Regions from separate parts of the Mus musculus genome. Here region 1 is linked to region 2. The links are chromatin contacts, called in public Hi-C maps. All regions are on one chromosome and are shown on one strand. The core of a region is the stretch at or near the end of the contact, and the rest is flanking DNA. Distances in the headings are between cores, read along the strand shown.

What was found. A called contact is a pair of places that touch in the nucleus more often than the background predicts.
Region 1: a Hi-C map of bone marrow-derived macrophages shows a contact between it and region 2, with 32 read pairs. The contact joins two enhancer-like sites. A contact is called at or near these places in 2 of 15 datasets of contacts at CTCF or cohesin (CD8 T cells and large pre-B cells), 14 of 484 Hi-C or Micro-C datasets (the G1E-ER4 cell line, the HL-1 cell line, the N1E-115 cell line and 8 more), 4 of 115 datasets of contacts at active chromatin or transcription factors (bone marrow-derived macrophages, embryonic stem cells, fibro-adipogenic progenitors and 1 more) and 2 of 9 other capture datasets (adipose tissue and liver).

The regions. Positions count from the first base shown.
Region 1 is chr15:64,176,690-64,181,783 of GRCm38.p6, reverse strand. All of the region lies in intron 5 of Asap1 (ArfGAP with SH3 domain, ankyrin repeat and PH domain1), which reads left to right. Among named protein-coding and RNA genes, the nearest start is that of Gm20717, 81 kb to the right of the region's middle. Within about 2 kb of position 1,398, at least 15 of the 459 cell types and tissues checked have an H3K27ac peak or open chromatin away from gene starts, as enhancers often do. A contact at or near this core is called in the N1E-115 cell line, adipose tissue and bone marrow-derived macrophages, where this site is marked.
Region 2 is chr15:64,338,627-64,343,228 of GRCm38.p6, reverse strand. The region is part of intron 2 of Asap1 (ArfGAP with SH3 domain, ankyrin repeat and PH domain1); the gene reads left to right. Among named protein-coding and RNA genes, the nearest start is that of 1700010G06Rik, 27 kb to the right of the region's middle. Within about 2 kb of position 2,323, at least 29 of the 459 cell types and tissues checked have an H3K27ac peak or open chromatin away from gene starts, as enhancers often do. A contact at or near this core is called in the N1E-115 cell line, adipose tissue and bone marrow-derived macrophages, where this site is marked.

The sequences.
Region 1 (5,094 bases), core at 149-2,648, 160 kb after region 2:
CCTGGCGTGCCAGCATACAGGTATCTTAAGTTGTACTACGGTCCTTCCAGAGTCGGCGGTTGTAAAACATGAATAGGTACAGAGATACAGTGATAGAGACATCGTAGAAGGCAAGGAAAATGTAAACCGATGTCACAGAATGGTTTTGTTGTAATCACACATGGCGAATTATAAATGACATGCATGGAAATGAAATTTAAAGTCTAAAAGTTGGTCAAGAACTGATTACTGTTCCAAGTGCTTAGGGCCAGGATGACTTTTTCAAGCCAAGATCCAAGTGTGTGGGCTGTGTCCTTTCCGCTTCCTCATTCGTCTTAAATGTTAGAGCTCCACTTCTCCTTCTGGTGAAGTTGTTCTCCGGTGCGGTCAGAGGAAACAGGGCTTGATTTCCTGGGAGATGTGGAATCATACCTACTGGGGTCTCGAGTTAAGGATGGCCATACCCCTTCACTCCCACACTGCCTTTTCCTTTGTGTAATGTTTCCAGGAAAATTGGCATCCCACTTGAATTCAGTGTTGTCAGATGCCATCAGCATACGATGGGCCCTGGGTTTTCCAGACTTCTCTAGTGCAGCCTTTGAGCTCCAGCTCCATGGCAGTCGTACCTGAGACCATAGGCAAGGTGATCTGGCTTGGAGGCAGTCCCTCCTCAGTGGGAATTCGGATTTTCTACTGTGGACAGCCCTAAGACTCAGAGTGGCTCTCTTACTCTAATTCACTTGAAGAGCTTACTAAGACTTGGGCTGTTGGGCTCCATCCTCAAGAAGCTCTGATAGGTTAGACTTGGAGTCCATCTCTAATGTGTTTTCAGGCAAGAAGACGGGCCCAGGACAGCCAGAACCCCCTGCCCCCGAGTTCTGGAATCCCCTACTGCCATGCCTGCCATGAGAAAGCGGGCTACTGCTTGTTCCTTCAAACCTGCTACCGCACTGGTTTTTGCTTTGATAACACTGATTCGACTTGTAACTTGTGTTACTGATCAAACGTTTGCTGATATAACTGAGTCTTAGTTGCTCAGGAAGCTGAAGCAGGGGGATTTGGGAAAAGGAGAGGAAGGCTGGGGAAGAATGAACAGATGCACACATAAACCCTGGGAAGGTTGCTCGCGCTGTGACTGCTCCTACACCCAGGACCAGGCACTCATGCTACCATCTTATCTGCAGCCCAGGGACTCATAAAGACCTTTTCCTGTCCAGAGCAGCTGGTGCTGATCCGGGGATAGCCACAAGGGAAAAGGCTGGCAGGGCCAGACCTAAACTTGGGAGTTTGTACTTGACTCCAGCTATCAGGAAACAAGAATGGGTTTCTGACAGGAAAGTGATGTGCCCCGATTGTCACTTTAAATGAGTACAGCAAGAGAGAGGAAATGAGAATGGCCTTTGAAGTAAAGCAAATTGCCTTTAATAACCTGACCATCTGTTTCATTCATGCTTTGGCTTCCGTCAAGTTTGCTTAAGCTCTCTGAGCTTGTACCCTCGTTAATCTAGTGAGACTAAGACACATTTTATAGAGTTCTCTCGACCCCAGTAACTTTAGATAACAAAGGCGAAGCACAGTATCCTCTGCTGTTTTAATCAGCAGTTTAATTCAGTGTTACCTAGATGCAACATAACATAATGGGATGCAATGTTGTTTTAAGAGGTGGCCTTGAAGAATGAACAGAAAAGCCAGACTGTAGGATTTACCATGGAGAGCATGTGGTGCAATACTTACAAGCAGTATTTTAGATCCCTTATTCCCTCATTACCCTTTTCTCTTCCATTACTGTTTAGCCTTGCAAATGTGTGTTTAAAAAGAAAAAAATCTAAGAAAATAAACCTAGTTCTGTTTAATTGAGCCCATCTCCTGCCTAGCATTCTACACACGTTTCAGTCCACTGAGTGCATCTCACATAAATGCCTCAAGGGTACAAGAACTTGGTTTTATCATTTGCACCTCAGCAGTGAGGAGAGCAGGCCTCTAAAAGGGTAAGTGGGGGTGACTAGCCCAAGAACACACTTAGCTAGATGTGATAAGGTAAGCCTGGGGCACCCTGGACGCTGAGAAAAACCCTTAAAATCCCAGATAAAGGCAGATAAAGTTAGTGTGGACTTTATTCTGGAGGAAGGAATGCCCTCAGACCAGGAGCAAGCACTCCCTGTTTCCCTTACTGCCCGTGCAATGAAGAACAACGTAAAGCCTTAATCCGATGTGTCAGAAATAGCTGATGACAGTGGTCCTTTGCATCTATATTTGTATAATTTTAGTTATTGGAACATTTTGGGAAACATTTTGAAACATTTGGGATATAAGATAATTTCATAAATAATTTGATGACTTCAAAGCCACACCTGTTTCACGTTTAATGTTTTAACAAGGTACTTTGTAAAAAGCTCTGTGGTGCTGTTCTTAAAAGCAGCCAACTCCATGGACTCATGGTAACCTGGGCTTACTGTTTACAGGAAAGGAAATAGCTTGGAAGCTGAATCTATCAATTTTACCATTGCTGAGCTGAAAGCACAAAGATCCAGGTCATCACTGGCAGGAAGCATTTTTAGAGAGGAAGCAGAAAAAGGAATACAGGGAGGGGCCAGGGCAAGATATAGTTCCCAAGTGACTGCTTCCTCCTTCAGGCCCCATCACCTACATCACCGACTCCCAGTAGTGCCATCGTACCGTGTGTCCATCAGGGAGTAATCCATTCATAGTCAAAGCTTTCATGATTCATTTGTACCCGGAAACTCCTCCATGGACACAGAAAAGATGTGCCTTACTAATCTGTATGTTTTCTAACCTGGTCAGGTTGACAGAATTAACAGTCGCACTGAATAATCAGTAAGCTTAGTAAGATGAGTGAGTTCCAGGGGTGCCTTGTTGGTACCCTCTCTTCCTTATTCTCTGCTCCCCAGACCATTTGCACTGGCACTGGCTAATTGAAGGAAATACTGGGACACCGGAGAGGTTAAACAGTCACTCTTACATAATAGTGATGGTCACGTGCGTCTGTGATTCTTCTCTCTGTGTTACAGTATTCTGGAAAGCAGTCTAGCGATAAACTCTTTAAATTTTCTTTTTCCATTGTGTTTTCTTTTAAAGTAGCCAGCATAATAGAATGATGGATATCATTGTGACATTTTCATACATATATATCATGTATTTTCTTTGCATCTCCCTACTACCTCGCTCAGTTCCCCTTCTTCATTGTTCCCCTTTCTGTCCCCAAATGGTCCTTTCTCCTGCTTCCATGTCACATATGTTCTGTTTCCCTCTGTTGCTTCTTTCCTTTTAGAGGGAAAATTTAAATCTAGATTTGATGTATGAAAAAAAAAATAACCACACACTCAGAATTTGTCTTTCCAATGCTGGCTTATTTCACTTAGCATGATGATCTCCAGGTACCCGTTTCAAATAGCTTTAAGATATTTGGTTACTGCCTAGGGTGTGAAAGAGTTAACACTCTAGACAGAAAACCTAAGTTATACCAGGGAATTGCCGATTTAACTGCGGGAGCTGGCTCATTATTTTAATTGGATTTTCCAAAGTGTTGAGCAAGTCAGCAGATTTGCATTAGCGTTGCTTTGAGAGAAATTGTTTCTTTCTGCAGAGAAGGAGAGAGAGCCGAGGAGCAGAGGAGAGAGCCTGTCAGAATTAGCTAGAGATGACAAATGCAAGCAAATCATGTCCTCGTTAATTAACGCAGCCCCGTGTGCGTGTGGGAGGGGCCGTCGGTAGAGCTGGACTGCTTTCCATTCCTAGGTGGGAAAAGGAGAAACTTCTGCCCTTCTCTAGGAGGCAGCGCTCCAAGGCTCCCAGGGCACAGCTGTGAGTCCAGCAGGGGGCTCGCTCGGGTGTGGGCACTGTGGCATGCGCTGCTCCTGTAAACCTGCTGTGGTCATCCCAAGAGCCTCTCCCCTCAGAAGGAGGGGGTGGGTAAAGTCATGCATCAGTAGACAGATGGGCAAGAGGGTGTCTTCCATGGAAATCTATATGAAGGGGTAAAAAGTCAAAACAGGATACATGTGTTCCCTCCCGCACAGAGCAGGCATTGTTGTAAGTCATCTGCAGGTAGGATAGTGATGGGTTGTTTGTATGGTGCATCATCAAGGCAGTTGGTGAGGAATAAGTGGTTGTTTTTTGTAGAAACCTGTATTAATCACAGTTGTATGTTTAAGAAACCTCTAGTGTACTATGAAAGGATAGATTACAGCTTCCTTGTCTAACTTCGTCCAGATTCCAGGAAGGGTATGAAGTATGGACTGGCAGAGGACAGCCCTTTTGTAAGGAACGGTCTTTTGTCAGGAGCACCCGTATATTTAGCGTGAGCAAGTGTCATCCCCGATGGTGTGTTAAAATGCTGCTTGCTTAATAAGATGGAAATATAAATAGTTGTGTGTGTGAGAATGAGTCTTGCTGTGTAGCCCACACTGACCTCTAATTGGCAAGCCTCCTGCCTCAGAGCAGAACTTCTGCTTCTTGTGGACTAGAATTACGTGAAAGCACTTACCCTAATTGGATTTGATTATCACAGAGAGGGAAAGAATTTGCGAGTTGGGAAAGTTGATGCAGAATAATCAGTAGCATTTTAGTAAAGTGCCATCGAAATGATCCATGGTATATTTTTCCTAAAACATCCCTTAAAGGCTAATGCCGGTGACAGCAGGAAGTCTGCTCCCTCCAGTAGTCCTGGATTCTGTGTTGACTACACTGAAATTGCCAGTGGGGACAGCACTTCACAGTTGGACAGAACTTGCTTGGGTTGTCACATTTTTGAAATATTAAGAAAACGAAAATACTGGAAGAGTCTGGAATCCTAAGACTAAAATCATATAATTCACCTGTCACAGAGCAGCACACTGAGATATCTGGAGGGACAGGTGTTCTCTTCATTGAGTTTTCCAAGGGAGAAACCGTCTGTGTTTCAGTCCCCGCCCCCCTCTTCTCTGCTGTCTTCCTGGTGCCTCTCAGGTCGTTCCCTGTCACCTGTCACCAAGGAAAGGACTTTCTCCTGGGAAGGGAGCTGACTAGAGGTAGTAAATTTTTGTAATTTTTTTTTCCTGTGACTTTTTCCTAAGCTTAACCACTGGGGAAAATCCAGATTTCTAAATTTATAACGTA
Region 2 (4,602 bases), core at 1,074-3,573:
CCACCCTACACGCTTGCTCTTTCAGTGGTGTCTTTACAGGTAAAGGGTGCAGGTCTGGAGAGAGGCACCGCTGATCATTTGGATGCCTGTTTCTGATTTCTAGCTGGGAAACTTGACTGGTGGGTGCTCCCTTGTGCATTAACAGGAAGTCCCTGTGGGATTCCATGCTGGTAGCTCCTTCTAGCTGCTGTCACCAGTGTTGTTTCCTAGGCTGGTAGGTGAGGGCATTGAATTCTGGGCAGAGACCTGCCTAAGGAAGTGATTCCCTACTGACAGTGCAGGCTGGTTGTGTGGCTCGGGCACATTTCCTTGCCAGTCTGCCCCAGGCAATGTATCTGTCCTTTGATGCTAGGGGTCTTTGTGAAGGTAGCTAGACTCAATGTTGGAAGGATAACCTGGCTCATGGTAAGCTAGTAGATACCTGTGCTGGGATACGACAGGATGCATTATCTCCCCACCCCCAGCCCCTCAAAGGCATTAGCCTGGCTGACCCAGCACATTTCCCATTGTAAAAGCCCCAAAGGCTCAAGTTCACCCTGTAAGGAAGTCCGTCCTCATTTTGCTGTCACTTCCCTCAGGAAAGCGTGTTAGTCACGATCCGTCTAAATGCAGCTTAAGGAGGGAAGTGTGTTTTTGGCTCACAGGTCACAAGCACAGGCCCTCCTTGTGGGGACGGCATGGCAGCATTGCGGCGGGGCTGTGGACACACGGCAACTTCAGTCAGGAATCGGAGAGATGGATGCTGGCACTCGGCTCACCTTCTCCTTTTTGTTCACTCCAGGATCTCAGCTCACAGGAAGGTTCTGAAGCCATAGTTAGGGGAGGTCTTTCCTCCTCAGTTAACCCAATCTGGGAACTCCCGCACATCACAGACATACCTAGAAGTCTGTCTCCTACTGATTCTAAATCATAAGCAAGTTGACAGTCTAGACTGACCAGCACAAACGTCCTTCAGGAACATGGCGCTCCCAAGGAGGTCAGAGGCAGCAGCATTTCAAATGGGAAACAGACACAAACCAGGTGAAAAGGCTGTCCAGCAGTGAGGAGCTGAAACAATGAAAAACAATGTAGCATTAAAAAGGTGATGGTTACTTTTTAATAGATTTGTTTATTTATGTAAATGAGTGCTCTGTGCATGCATACCTGCATGGCCAAAAGAGAGCATCAGATCCCATTAGAGATAGTTGTAAGCCACCACGTGACCACATGGATGCTGGGAATTGAACTCAGGACCTCTGGAAGAGCAGCTAGCGCTCTTAACCATTGAGCCATCTCTCCAGCCCCCCTGACGGTCACGTTTTAAAGTTACGAGGATAACGATGACATGACTGTCATGTAAGGATAAGGAGCTTTATTCTGAGGGATGTGACCTTGTTCCTTTGCCTCTCTGTCATATGGGGACAGGACAATAGGAATCAGTCCCCATCCATAGGCTTGCTCTGAGAATTAGATGGCAAACAGCTTATGAAGCTCGGGCCCAGCACCTGACATGTATCAGGAGCTCACTAACTGTTAATGGTTACTAGATCATGGTTCAAACTATGGCAAACTGTTCATAGGAAAAGATTGGAAATGATCATACAGGTGAACGCCGACGTCTTTTCCCTAGTCGATGTCTTATTTGAAGGGACTTGCTTTTTGTCACTCAGCAAATGTTGGCTGAAAAGCCAAGTGGAACATGTGACAGGTAGCCATAGGAAGCAGAATACAAATACTATGGACTGGGGAGGCGAGCTCAGGCTCACCCTTCATAGCCTTGGAAAAACCCAGATACCCTTGATCTGGCTCTCAGACATCTATCATCAGAGAGCCCCCCCCCCCACTATGTAAAGCCTTTCTGAGGAGGGGCATCTTGGTGACCAGCTAAATCCGGTGCCACTGAGGAAGACTATAAGAGGCAAAGGAGTTAAGAAATGACAGGTTGGGCTTATGACAACACCTCCATGTCTCATCCTCCTGTCCCAGTCCCTACCCAAGGTATGACAGGACAGGGATGGAACCAAAATTCTTTCACATCTCAAAGCTGTGACACTTGACATATTTCCTTGGGCTGGTACTAGTCAATGCTTTTTTTTTTAAAGGAAATTATTAAAACCTTTAAATAGGGATAAATTATATATAACAAAATGGTCACTTGTTTTTAAGTGCATACTTCCTTACTAATAATTAGTACAGTCACACTGCTGTAAAACTGTCACCACTCCCCGTTTCTAGAATGTCTGTAGCTTGCAAAACTGAATTTCTGGGGCTGGGGTGTGGTTTAGTGGGAAAGCACTTTTCCTGGCAGACGCAAGGCCCTGGGTTTGGTGGCGCAACTGCACAACAGCCAAGTGCAAACAGACAGGCACAGCCTTCCGGCCTTTGCAATTCTGTATCCACCAAATACTAGCGCCACCACATTCTTTCTGGATCAGCCTTTGGCAACCTCCAGTTTGCTTTCTATCCATGAATCTGTGCATCCAAGGTAACTTGTATAAGCAGAATTATACAATATTTGCTCTCCTTTTTTTGTGACCAATTTCACTTAAAATAGTGTTTTCAAGACTCATCAGTGTTGCAGAATGGCCAGATTTCTTTCCCTTTAAGGCTGAATAGCATTCCTGTGTGTGTGTGTGTGTGTGTGTGTGTGTGTGTGTGTGGGTGTGTGTGTGTGTGTGTGTGTGTGTGCTGTGATCTTGTCTTTATCCACCATCCATTCATTCACAGACAGTGGGTCATTTGCACCCATTATGAGTAACTTTGCTGTGAACTGGGATGTACAAATATCTGTTGGAGTCTCTGCTTCTGGTTCTTTTGGGTGTATGCACAGAAGTGGAATGGCTGGATCGCATGATAATTAATGCTAATTGTCTTGAGCTGCTTTCCATAGCAGCTGCCTGCCCCATTACCTTTCCACTGACACGGGGAAGGGTTCCTAGTTTTCCTAGTCATTGCCATGACTTGTTACTTTCTGCTTTCATGATAGTAGCCATTCTCATAGGTATGGAGGCTTTCAGCCGGAACAAAGCAGGCCAGCTTCTTATTTCTCTTATGCTGTCTAGACCAATTAAGTAACTCTCAGCATTTATTTAAGCCATAGGCATGGGGAATAACAGACCTAAGTAATTGTTGTTTGCTTCCTGCCTTCAAGACATTCATGGTGTGTTGGAGAAAATAAATATGCAAATAGGTGATTTCAGGCCAATATAATAGGGGTGATAATATATCCTAGTGGGCTAATAATTTATATATTCTTATGTCTTGAATTCAGACAAAAAAAAAAAAAAAAGAGGCAGCAAATGCTGACTGAGTTTTGTGCCTTGGTGGGAAGCAAGACTTCTACTGACTTAAGAGTCCCAGAATTCGTAGGCTAGAAGGAACTTCCCCGCAATTCTTACGATAACAGACATGTTTGCCTGTTGCATCTGCTAGCCATGTGTTCTTACAGTGCATCTAATGGATGGAGAGACTGCATTTTTAATATCTGTTTAATTTTAATGAATTTACATTTAAATTCAAATGAGCCATACTTGTGGCTGCTGTGTTGGATCCTACAGTTAGTAAACAGACACACACCATCATCATTATCACCATCACCATCATCATCATCATCATCATTTGCCTCTTTGCAGACTTGAGTGTACCTTGAACCACCTAGGGATCTAGCCACAAAGAGTCTTCCCTCTGCCTCCCCTCTAGCATTTCTGGTCCCTTACCTTTGTATAACCACCGCGTGTGATTCAGATAGAAGCGCATCTGAGAGCGCCTCCTAGCCTCATGGCCCTCAACTTCTGTATCTTCTTGTGAGATGCAAAGTAAGACTTGCTTTTCCACTAGCTGTAGTCATATGTTGCATTAACAATGTTCTGAGCAACCACACACCGGATATGGAACGGTGGTCCTGTAAGAGTAGGACACGTTACTATTGTCACTTCCTGTCGCTGTGCTGTGCATGTGCTGGTGTTGAGGCTGTAAGAAGACCCACAGCATAGCCAGTCATGTAAAAGAACAGCGCATACCATGATATGCGCCATAGTAGACGGTGCTAATGAAGACTGCCCTACTTGTTTATGTATTTACTATCCTTTTTATTGCTATTTTAGAGTGTCCTACTATTAATAAGAAAAACATTCTGCCATCACAGACTCTTGAGTGTTCTGCCTACAGCAGGCTTGCGCATCTCACGTTTATTGTGCCTCTTGGCTGCTTCCGGAGGCCGTGCCCAGTGCTTACTGACCCGTACTATCTGGGTTTGGGTGAGTTTGATGTTTGCACAACAGCAAAATAACCTCATGACACACTACATACCCATCCCTGTCAGACACACCAGCACTTATATAAAAGCAATGATTGTCTGTGGAAAGGCAGGGTGAAACACAATTAATGCATTAGTCAGCTAGTTTTCTTACACAGGCCCTTAACCAGACATCTTGGCATCAAAAAGGGGGATTGCCTAGCAATAATTAAGAGCAGAACACATAGCGTCTGACCTGGTTGTGAAGGCTGAGTCCACCAGAGAGACCTTACTCTGTGCTCCTAGGCACCTTTCCTTATCCATAAAGTGGGGGTAAAGTCCCTCACCTAAGAAAACACATGCGAAGAATGACATTGGTACTTGGCATA